Linked DNA regions of Ovis aries: region 1 is linked to region 2. The links are chromatin contacts, called in public Hi-C maps. All regions are on one chromosome and are shown on one strand. The core of a region is the stretch at or near the end of the contact, and the rest is flanking DNA. Distances in the headings are between cores, read along the strand shown. Region 1 has its middle 64 kb from the start of BMAL1. Region 2 has its middle 22 kb from the start of BMAL1.

What was found. A called contact is a pair of places that touch in the nucleus more often than the background predicts.
Region 1: a Hi-C map of liver shows a contact between it and region 2, with 2.1 times the contacts expected there. The contact joins two enhancer-like sites. A contact is called at or near these places in 3 of 16 Hi-C or Micro-C datasets (hypothalamus and liver).

The regions. Positions count from the first base shown.
Region 1 is chr15:39,146,233-39,152,152 of ARS-UI_Ramb_v3.0, reverse strand. It overlaps a transcript of BMAL1 not described here. Among named protein-coding and RNA genes, the nearest start is that of BMAL1, 64 kb to the right of the region's middle. Within about 2 kb of position 3,357, at least 2 of the 54 cell types and tissues checked have an H3K27ac peak or open chromatin away from gene starts, as enhancers often do. A contact at or near this core is called in liver, where this site is marked.
Region 2 is chr15:39,103,491-39,109,575 of ARS-UI_Ramb_v3.0, reverse strand. It overlaps a transcript of BMAL1 not described here. Among named protein-coding and RNA genes, the nearest start is that of BMAL1, 22 kb to the right of the region's middle. Within about 2 kb of position 3,730, at least 5 of the 54 cell types and tissues checked have an H3K27ac peak or open chromatin away from gene starts, as enhancers often do. A contact at or near this core is called in liver, where this site is marked.

The DNA of each region.
Region 1 (5,920 bases), core at 2,108-4,607, 43 kb before region 2:
AACCGTCCTAAGGTCACATAGCCAAGAAGCAGCGGATCCAGGATTAAAAACTAGGCCGTGGAGACTCGACCAGTGGAAGCCGCTGTCTCCCACCATCCTCCAGATGCAGGATTTGGGTTTGGGTGGGAGGTTTAGAGTCACGAGCTGTAAAGGACAAGACTCTAGTCTACTCCTTCATTTTGCAGAAACTCAGCACCCTTACGTGGCAAGTCACCGTTTACCTAGTGAGGTAGAGACTGGTAGAGAACCGGTGAGGTGGTTTCGTTATGATTATGGTTTTTAGTGACGTGAAATCATTCTTCTCTGGTGGCGCTATGGTAAAAAGCCCGCCTGCCAGTGCAGGAGATGTAAGAGACGTGGGTTCGATCCCTGGGTTGGGAAGATCCCCTGGAGGAGGAGATGGCAACCCACTCCAGTATTCTTGCCTGGAGAATACCACGGACAGAAGCACCTGGTGGGCCATAGTCCATAGGGTCACAGAGCATCGGACACGACTGAAGCAACTGACACGTAAACGTTAGTCCAGTGTGAGTGTTCCAGCTGGATTGGAGCGGAGGGACTGACTGCAGCAGAGACAGGGTAGGAGGCTACTAGCTGAATCCAGACAGAGATTCAGCTGAGTGGAGCCAGAACTGGGAATTAATTGTCAATTATGTTAATCGGCATGGCTGTTTTCAGCCGCCCTTTAGAATTTAGAGTGTGGGGAACATCTGCCTGTGTGAGTGGCTTTCAAGTATGTGAATCTGCAGTGTATTGTGACCGTGACACCTTGGTTAATGACTTCTCGAGAAGCAAAGCACCATTATGGAAGTCAGATGTTTAAAAACAAATACCCACGTTTGCCAGGAAGGTTCCCTGATTAGAAATGGGATAACCTGCATTCTAGGCTGCTTCCAACACCTAAGCATCAGATTGTTGTTATTTAGTCACTAAGTCTTGTCCGACTCTTTTGCGACCCCATGGACTATATCTCTCCAGGCTCCTCTGTCCATGGGATTTCCCAGGCAAGAATACTGCAGAGAGTTGTCATTTCCTTCTCCAGGGGATCTCCCTGACCCAGGTATCAAACCTGCATCTCCTGCATTGGCAGGCAGGTTCTTTACCCCTGAGCCACCAGGGAAGCCCCAGATAGCCTAAGTCAGAAACTTAACGTCTCTAGCTGTGGCTGATCCTTATCTGTGGAACAGGTATAAATTCTTATCCAGCCCCTTACAGTGTGGTTCTAATGCTGGAGTAAGATAAGAGCTGTAAACTTGCTCCCTGGTTGTAGGGAGCAGAAGTTGTGTTTTTAATAGTGAAGGTGTACTAGCCTTTCAGGCAGAGCCTGAAGGGCACAGAAGTTCTCCTGTCTCTAGGGTGTGTTTAGGGATGCGGCGCTGTCCACCAGATGGGTGCTGACTAGCCTCACTTTGCTGGGTAGGGCCATATTTTAAAGATAATGGTATATTTCACCCTCAGAAATAGGGGAACCAGCCTGGGCATGGATAGAAAAGTTAGGCCAGAGATGCTAGTTAATCTATACTCCTCTGTGCACACCACTCAGGTTAGTGATGAGCTGCTGTGAACTGGAAAAACCAGTGTCAGGATCCAGCCAGCTGGCCAGTTGGGCATTCTTAGATATTTCACCTGTCCTGGGGCCATAGGCAGAAATCCAGAAGAACCTTGATTACTTTGGAAAATTAGTGGGTGAGCCAGCATGCTGCCCTGATAATACTTGGTTACAAAGCTTGTGGCAGAGTCTTGACATGAAGGATTGGAGATTTGCCGAATCTTAATTTTTGTTAGTATTGCATGATGTATTTATTATTCATAATAATAATTATAGCAGTACTTAACCTCTGAGTATTTCCCATCTGCTGAGAACTACGTTAAGAGCTCACATGACTTTTCTCATTTAATACTCTCAATAGCCCTGTCAAGTGGATTCCCACTTTCTAGTTAGGGAGACTGAGATCCAGTGCCTCTGATGGTCCAGTGAGTGGAAAAGCCAAGATTCAAACCCAGAACACTCTCCCTCTTACCTGCTGCAGTCTTCTCCCTTTTCCTGGAACCCTAAAATGCTTCCTGAATCTGGTTTTGAGGTTTCTGACAGCACAGTAGGTCTTTGGAAGGCATTTTTGGTTGATAGTGACTTTGGCTCACCACGGCTCTCCCTCCTTCACAGCCCATGGCTGGCATCTGGCAGCTCTTGCCAACTGCCCTGTGGCTTATGAGCAAAGGATGCCAAAAATGAATGCGCTGGATTGACTAACTGTGCTGGCTAGGGCAAGTGGTGGTGGCGGGGGAGGGGGGTGTTGGGGGAAGAGAAGAATGATGAAACAGTTGCTCTGGGTCAGTTTCTCAGAAAGTGACAGGGTGGTTGGTAGCTTACTCCATTTTCATGTGGATGCTCGTCAAGATCTTATGAAAGCCTATCCTGAAGTCATGGTCCTGATAACAATGCCACGCACCACTCATGTGTGATTTACAAAGCAGTTTTTACCTCTGTTTTCTTGTCTTACAAGGACACAACCCTACAAGGACAGGTGTTACGAAGTCTCATTTTGCACGCCAGAAATATATAAAGAACTTAAACTACTGTCCAGGGTCCCGAAGCTAGTCAGTGGCAGAGTCAGGCTTAAACACCACTTCTCTGACAACTTCTTCTCTCTTCCCAAGTTCCTCTTCACTTACTCTGTTGAAGTCATTCTTAAATGTTCTGATTTACTGTATTCAGAGGCCAGCAGGAATTATTAGGGTGAAATATGTTGTGTTGCACACTTCGCTGTTACTGAATCCAAATAAGTAGTCAGTCATGTGATTGGTGGTTGTGTTTTTTTAATTGATTTGCACCTACTTTCAATGGTACAGAACACACATAGATCTTCTGTGGTGTATTATTGGACCATCAGCTCTTCTAGCTTTAGAAGTCCCAAGGCTTTAAGAGATGATAAAACATGGAGTTTACGTAATTTCTTTACAAAGTTGACCATCGAGTTCTTGGTTGGGAACACACGCTCTCATTATCACATTGTTTCCATGGAGAAATGAGTCTTGATTCACGTGATTTCAGCTCTCCGTGCCTTTTCTAGGAATGGAGTGAACTGTTTTAGGAGAGAGGACTGGTTGTGTTATCACTTAGAGTTCTCTCCCCTCCTGTTACTACAGGAGGCAGGTTTGTTTTTCTGGGCCCTCTCGATTTTCCTGTGACCTGAACATAAGTCATCTTTGAGATAATTTCATTTGAAGTAATTTCATTTTTGAAAGGTTTTCCATGAAATAAACCTGAATGCAATACTTACCCACACAGTTTTGAACATCCCCTTTAAGGTATTTCATCAGAGACAAAGGGCTTTGCCAAGAGAATGCAGAACTGATTTCACTCAAGCTTTTTGTATCGATTGGGACACAGAGCACATTCCTGTCTTAGGGAGATCTACAGGCACGTTGGCTGAATTTGGGTGGAAGCTGGCTTCTTTCTCATATGCCAGTTTAGTAGATAGTGGTCCAGGCCCACTGCCTTCAGCGTGTGCCTTCCGCTTGGTGGCTGAAGGTGGAAGCCTTGCTTTGTGCCATCTCCCAGGGGAAAAGGGTCAAGGAGTCATACATGCAGTCATCGTGAGGGCAAGACCTGGAAGTCGCGCATTCTTTTATCCCAGTGGCCAGAACTTAGTCAAATGGCTACATTTACCTGCAAAGGAAGCTGAGAAAGCTCCCAGGAGTACAGCAAAATCTACTTTTCAGGTGGAAAGGAGACTAAACAATGGAGGAGGCTAGCAGTGTGCTACACTGTGGGAAGGAGTGAGTGGGGTCTGCAGCTCTTACCAGGAAAGCTGAAAAGGTACCCGAGCCCAGAGTCAGAATCTAAGAAGACTCCCGGAAATCAGGATACACACAGCCATTTAATGATCAGGGGAACGCATTGCTCAGACACTGGGCGGCCAGGTAGAACCCAGGTGCTGGAGGGAATATGAGTAATTTAGAAGACTTCAGTTGACAGTAAAGAAATTCACCAGCAGAAAGAGCCCTGGATAAGGAGTCAGAAACCCTGGATTTGAGTCTAGCTCTTCCATGCCATAACCTGGGATAAAATAATCCACTGAATGTTCAGTTTATCCATCAGGAATATGGGAACAGTGACAGTGACCTTTCTGTCTCCCAGGCTTAGTGTGAGGATGATGGATGCGGAAGTGCCGCAGACTGCAGCGCCATGGCAGCGGGCACAGCGTCTGTGTTATTGACCTTTGTGTCCCTAGCATCCAGCCCAGTGCCTGGCATGGACGCATTTGTTCAGTGAGGTGTGAACTGGTATGAGAGGTGGGAAAAACTGTGTTGTGCTACAGAGCTCCTGAGCTTGGACGGTCTTCTCTGCTAGGTGGAACATTTCTTCTACTCTCCACTGGCCAAGACCTTGGACCTACATGTAAAACCAGGTACCTTACCAGGATGCAGGCAGACAGTAGGACAGCTCCCAACCGGGAAGCGTATGACACATAGTATGTCCTTTTCAGGGTGATTTGTTTACTCCACAGTTTAGGTCACAGAATATAGCAAAACTGGAGATAAGACTTTGATTTGGATGTCACGGTCCATGAATGTGAACTGATCATTTTTAAATGGTTTCGTTCACCTGCAGTTTGGAAGATAAAACTTTACCAACACCACTAAAACTTGACTTTTTGCTTCATAATAATAAGATCCAGTTATAAAATTCTTCTGTTGATTTGAAAAAATGTGTGGCTTTAAAAAACCATTTCTTGAAAATATGATGTAGGTAAGAGGATATAAAGATGAATTTAATGTTTCTATCTTTTGGGCCATTTTAATCTTAATAATTGTGATTTTTTTTTCCCTTTACTAGTAAGGAAATGGGGACTCAATGAAATAATCAGTTTTGCTTTGTTTTTTAACTTTACAAATGAATAACTTTTATTCACTATGTTTTTAATTTGTATATTCACTGAGGGTGGACTTCTTTCTTGGAACCCAATGAAGTATTTTTAATGAACTTTACTGGCAAAAGCCAGGAATTGAAATTGTATTCACAGTATGCCCTCAACTGTGTTAAAATTTCATTCATAGAAGGAGGGAAACACACCAGAGTGTTAACAGTGGCTCTCATCTTGTGGAATTAGAGGTAATTTTTATTCTCATCATCTTCTCTGCAGTTTCCTATTTTTCAACAATGAGCATGTATTACTTTTATAGTCATAAAGGTCCAGTTAAAAATTAGTCCCACAAATTAATACTCTCCAGCCAAATCAAATTAATGCAGACCTATCCAGCTTATTTTCTGACTGAGGCATTTAGGAACTTGTTATAGAGAGGACGTTTTCCTTCTGGAAATTAATATACAAAGCTAAGTGTTTATAATGTGTTAGGCAAGATGTCCTGAGTAATGCTCTTCCTTGAATTAGCTGGCCTTTATTATAGTCACCAAAGGAGATGAATTTTGCAGGTTTCCCATTCGCTGTGTGACTGTTTTTTTTTTTTTTTTTTTTCTGTCCTGTACTCCTGTGTGCGTCAGGTACCTCTGAGGCTATTACTCTGGAATTGAGCAACCCTGTCCTGTGTTCTCTCAGGACCCTTCCGTTTCTAGTGTCCCCTCCATCTGCTCATGACTTTGTAGATTTGGTTATGCCTTCTTTCCACCAACATTTTTAAAGAGTGATTGTTACCCTTTTCCCTGTAGCGGCTTCCTCTTTCTCCTTGTGGCTCAGGTGCATGGTCTGAGCTGTGCTCCTGGAGTGCAGTGGGGAGGATGAGTCGGGACGGCCAGGGCGCAGTGGGGGCCTTGAGATAGCTGAGAGCTTTGGGGGAGGCACTAAGTGATCCATCCAGCACTTAGCCCACTCCAGGCAGGACAGGTTCAGCCGCAGCTCTTCGAGATGAGTGCTTGGTGTTTGAAGCCAGGCAGTTCCCAAGCTGTGCATTCGGCTAT
Region 2 (6,085 bases), core at 2,481-4,980:
CTCTGACTCACCTGTCACATTCATTGCTAACCTACTTTTGTTTGACCTTGATTTGCTCAGTACAATTAAAGACACTGTTGTAAACACACTCCTGCTGATGATTTAAGTCTAACATGTGACAGCCCAGGATCTTAACCACACACATGACCGAGGCAGATGGACGGATGGATGGGTAGTTTAGTTTTTTGCTTACTTCTGAATGGTAATTCGATCACAAGGAAAAGGTTTAATTTCAAGAACACTGGGCAATTCTTTGCGACCAGATATGATGCCAAGGCAGCAGGCCTTGATTCCTTGCTACTGGGCAGCTTAATCAGGAAATGGCCTAGATGGCCGCCTTTCAAGTGGGTCCTTGCAGTAGCTTGGCAACTGGCACAGGGTCATAATTGGAAGAATTTGGCTCCGAGTGTCTGTGGGTGTTTACAGTGCACTATAGGGCAGGGCTTCATTTATTTATAGAGTATTGTGAGCAACAAGCAGCAGAAGCTCAAAAGCCACTAAATCTCAATTTATTTTTAACAAATTCCATTTTTCCCCTCATCCCAGAAGGAGAACTGAGTTATTAAAAAACAGTAAAAAAATACATCATCGCAGAGTATGCCATATCTAATTATGGGGTTGCCAGCGTCGGCCTGCAGCCACGTTTTAAGGGCTTTGTAAATCAACCATCCATTCAATCTGTGAACTTATATGACTCCCATTCTTCATTTAGATGTAGAGGGAAGTTATTGGCAAGTGAGTGCTGATCAGAAGTTCTACGCAGTCTAAATTAGGAGATGGAGGATATAAATATAGGATAGTGTACTTATGTTCTCAAAGGGAAATAAAAATCACTCTTCATTGTCCATCATACTTAAGCCATCCAAGCCTATACTCCACCACACTAAATATCCACTGTAGGGCTGTTCACTCATTGTGATGGTGGATCCACTCTTCTCAGAGGAGCTATATCGTGGTATCTCACTGAGCCCGACCCTGAGTAATCATTACCCATGTATGTCATTAAACGATGTGATTCCAGTGCTTTCTGGCCTCCTGGAGCATCAGAACTGGATGAGACCTCAGAGACCCTCTAGTTCAAGTACATCTTATTGTAGTTGGGGAAGCTGAGGCTCAGAGAGCAGAGTGGCGAGTTGCAGCAGAACTGCCCTGAGGCCACAGTCTCTACCCTTTTCTCTGACAGTCTCTGCTCTACTGAGCTTGAAGCTAATGAGTTAAACAGATCTGATTTCTGCCCTTCAGGGTTGACAGTCTCAGACAGACAGACAGATGGTCGAATAATCATCATGTGCATGAGTGAACCAAGTTATATGTACAATAAACCAGCTAGTGAGTGGAGGAGATGATGGTTAAGAATGGGGTAGTTTTGGAATCTGTGTGTTTGGATACCAAGACGAAGGTAAAATCAGTTGCTGTCTGACATGCTTGGGCAGAGCTTTATAGATGCCGTGAAGTTTCTGATGCAAAAAGGTGCTGCACATTTGCTGGGTGCTGCGGGAGGGGAAGTGCGGTGCATCCGTGGGTGCTAGTGAGGGGATATAAATATTGCAGTTTTGGAGAGCCTGGGAGTGGATCACTGGGGAGATTTCAAGGGAACTCCAAAGGGAATGAAGGACTGGGGTGCAGGCCAGGGTGGGTGGTCTGAGTTCTGTGGGACGCTCTGCCCCATCCTGGGACAGTGAGGGGGAGGGGCGTGAGTGCTGCTGTTCTCAGGCCTCCAAACTCCAGGCTGAATAAAGGGTGATAGCAGATCATGGCGGTCCTTTTCTCTGACCCTCAGGATCCTTCTTTGTGTAGCCCTCTGGGCGGCCAGTATCTATGGACTGGGGCTAGCATGGGAGCTGGAATATGTGTCTCTTTCTTGCCCTGGACCGATGCCCGGCGCATGCCTGGGCCGAGTGGGCCCTGGGTGTTAGTTCTTTCTGAGTCTGAGAGGGGACAGAGGAGGCTGAGGAAGCCTTTCTGAGGAAGGAGGGGCTGTGGAAGCTTCTGGGGTAGACTCCTCTTGCAGCACTGGAGGGCAGTGATTTTCAATTGAGGTTGTAGCGGGCGGCACAGAGAGGAGTGAGTGGGAGGGAAGAGATCACAGGCCAGAAGAAGCTGTGGGAGTTACTTACGGACAGACAAAAAGCCAAGTGGAGAGGGAAGGACAGTGACATGCTGGGACCTCGGAGTCCACGGTGGAAAGGAAGGAGGTGGGGCCACAGCAGGCCGGCCCCGAGTTACTCAGGCTGGGCCTTCGGATTACTGAGCACACTCTTCTCTGAGCAGAGAGTCTGTCTTCCTGCCCAGTGAGCTCCTTCCCACTCTGGACAGTGGTTCTCAAACATGTTGCCAGGTGTTTCCATGTGGCAAAGAATAAAGTCAGTACATGGAATATCCTTGGTGTCACCTCCATAATTTGCTGGGTTTTTTAGTTATTCTTTTGATACCTACAGCCACTCACCTGCTTTTGAGTTAAGAATGTATAAATTAGCAGTTTCCATTACCTGGAAAATAGCTGATAAGCATTTGTTGTTGTTTAGTTGCTAAGTCATGTCCAATTCTTTGTGACCCCATGGACTGCAGCACGCCGCGCTCCCCTGTCCTTCATTACCTCCCTGAGTTTGCTGAAACTCATATCCATTGTGTCGATGATGCCATCCAACTATCTCATCCTCTGTCACCCCGTTCTCCTCTAGCCCTCAATCTTTCCCAGTATCAGAGTCTTTTCCAATGAGTCGGTTCTTTGCATCAGGTGGTCAAAGTATTGGAGCTTCAGCTTTAGCGTTAGTCCTTCCAGTGGACATTCGGGATTGATTTCCTTTAGGATTGACTGTTTTGAACTCCTTGCTGTCCAAGGGACTCTCAAGAGTCTTCTCCAGCACCACTGTTTGAAAGCATCACTTCTTTGAAACTCAGCGTTCTTTATGGTCCAGTTCTCACATCAGTACATGACTGACTACTGGAAAAACCGTAGTTTTGATTGTATGGACCTTTGTCGGCAAAGTGATGTCTCTGCTTTTTAATATGCTGTCTAGGTTTTTCTTCCAAGGGGCAAGCATTTTAGTTTGAGGCGTTCATACTTTTTCTCAGATGCGTGTTGTAGTTTTAATACAACCTAGCAATATTTTGGTTGATAAAATAAAAATTTTCATTTTTATAGTTTATAAAGGTAACACGATTTCAGTGTGGTAGATTCCTCCTGTGCGTCCCACCTCTGAACCAATCTTCAAGGAGCAGATTCTCCCCTTTCTGTCTTGCATCCTGCTCCTGGCATTTAACTGTGTCCCAGCATCTTTCTCTGTGTGCAGCTCAGCCCAGGAGACCAAGGAAACCCAGGTCAAGGGCTGTGTCAGTAAAAGGTTCCGGGATAAAGAACCCTGAAACCTTCGCCTGAGAAGAGGTTGGGAAGTTGCCTGTGGCCTTCCTGTCCCCGTCCCAGCCCACGGAGATACTAGCAGGCCTGGTTGCTTCATATTATGTGTCTCCTATGTAGCAGTGGCATTCGTAATTGATGCCAGCTTTAAATTCTCAAAAGGAAGGCAGTGTTCATGGTCCGTGGCCGCAGCTCTTGTCATTTCACTTTCTCTGAATCACTGTGCCAGCCACCCAGCTGGCATTCAAGAAACACTTCTGGTTCATTGAGCCATTGCTGGTCAGAGGCCCTGCTACCTCGGCCACCACCACCTGGAGTACTGAGAGCTTCAAGTGAAAGTCCTGAGGGTTGTGAATGTTAAGACCTGTCCAAAGTCCACCCTCCATCCTTCTGGCTGGATGAACCACACCCTGGCTATCAGCACTTATTTGCTCCTTATCAGAGTGACAGAATGGTCCAGGGGAAGGGCATCCAGGGGTCACTTCCTGTGGCCACCCTCCTGTGCAGGAAGACCCCATCTGTGCTCATCAGGACAGTCAGGCCCGGGTCCCCCCGGGAGCCCACACGCCCAGCCTCCTGCTCCCTCCCTTATGGGTATATTCGCCTGTTAGGAAATCCTTCTTTATTCTAATCCAGATCTGCCTCTTGGCACTGTTTTCCTTGTTGACCTAGTTCTGCCCTTCGTACCAACACAGAACAAAGGTCCATAGGCGGTCCGTGGTAGAGTTTGGAATTCATGCTCACAGGCCCCCTTCCTTTCTCCTCCCACCCTCTCATCTCCCTCCCCAGTGTCTCTGTTCTCCAGCGCCTTCCACTGCCCTTGTGCAACATGGCAGTCCATATTAATGATTGGCGACACTCATTGAGTGCTTTTCACAGGCCAGGTGCTGTCCTAAGCTCCTCACATGAATTTTCTTACTACTCACAATCACCTATGAATGAGGTGGGTACTGCCAATAGCTGCATTTTGCCAATGAGGAACCTGAGGAGCAGAGGTCAAATGTTGTCCAGAATCACACAAGGAAGTGGTGGGGTGAAGACTGGAGCTGGGTGGTCGGGCTCCAATGCCCATGCCCTCAACTGTGGGGCCATACTATCTTATAGCCATAACGCTGGAAGTAAGCCCATGGTGCATTAGATTGGGACTGGCCCCTACTGTGATTTTGCAAGGAATCATTTCGAGGGAGCCCGAGTTGAATCATTTCCTATGAAACATCCTCAGAATTTGTTTTGATAGAACTACTGCAGTCCAGAGGCCTTTGCCTTGTCACCAACAAATGGGTTCATCCAAACTCTGCCAGGCCCTGCAGAGTTCATGGTGCAGTGGGTTTTGATCAGGGTGACAAACGTGGGCTCTTAGTATTTTCTTTTCCTGCACATGAAGTCCAGTGCAATAGGTTTCATGTTCAGAATGCCTCATCATGATTTTGGTGGCCATAAAGCAGAGAGAGAAAAGTCCCTAAGACTTCTAAGACTGGACCATAGCTTCAAGTTCCTAATTCAGCATTCACTCTCCCAGAACAGCCCCAGCAGTTGTGGAAGGGAGAGATGCGATACCGCCTACCCTCCAAAGCTGGGATGGCAGGTGCCAAATATACATTTTCCTGAAATGCATGCATCAGGAAGGGTTTTGGAAGCGCAGGTGAGAGAGATGAGAGAGGGCATGTCAAGGCCAGTCCAAACTGGACTTGAGTGCTGTGTCCCCGAGCTGTGCGACTAGGCACAGGTCACTCGTGATCTCTGTTTCCTCTTCTGTAAGACAGAAGTAACAGTGTCTTTTCCTAAGGATGCTTCTTTTAGGCTTAAATGAGCAAAGGCAGATGTGCCATGAAGCTGCAGTGGTTGTTTCAGACCATTTCCCCCACGTGATACCTCAAACCCTCGTTCACTGTCTGGCCCTTCCTGCTTTTAGCATGGGCCCCAGCCCTTCAGCTGCCTACTGCCTTGTGAGGCATGGAGTGGGATTGTGGGGGTGTGGGGTCTTCTGCGGCAGTAACCATCCCCAAGACCCAGCCTGCAGCCACATCGGTCACCCTGCCCTGACCCCAACGCTCAGGCCAGGTTGCCCCAAGAGTCCAGGAAAAGGTGATTCATCAAGAGTCTGCTTCCTGTGCTCACGCGTCCCTGGGCTTTTCTGCTCCAGGCGGTGGTCACACACGGGTTGAGCCAGAAGTGCTGGGAAACAGGGTTTGAACCATCTTTCTCTTCATCAGTTGTTTTTTAGATTGCATGCATCCTGGTTACTATTTTTTAGAGGTAAGCAGCCAAGTGAGGGACCTGAGTTCTGAGGTCTGGACCCAGAAATCTGGAAGGAGAGCAGCTTGAAGCAATATAAACAGGACTTGATAAAATCTGGTTCTGTAATTACCAAAAACGGGGCCCTGACCATTGGGCTAGCCTCCCTGAAACATAGTGTCTCTGTCAGAAAACTGGGGGCAGTAATAGAACTGACCCCACGGGGTGGGAGGAGGATCAGATGAGATCCTCGATGGCGTAACATTATAACAATCCCCTTTTTTCTCCGCCATCCACTCTGCTGTTGATTTCTTATATGGCTTTGAGTAACTATCTTACCCCTCTCTTTGACCCTTCTCTTTGCAGATGAGTTGAAACATACTGGTTCTGAATGAGTGCGTAGCGCCCCCTATAGGACATCTTGGGAATGTGTAAGGTGGTTGGGCTGTCACTGTGGGGATCAGGGCTTTCACCTGGCGGGGCAGGGCAGCA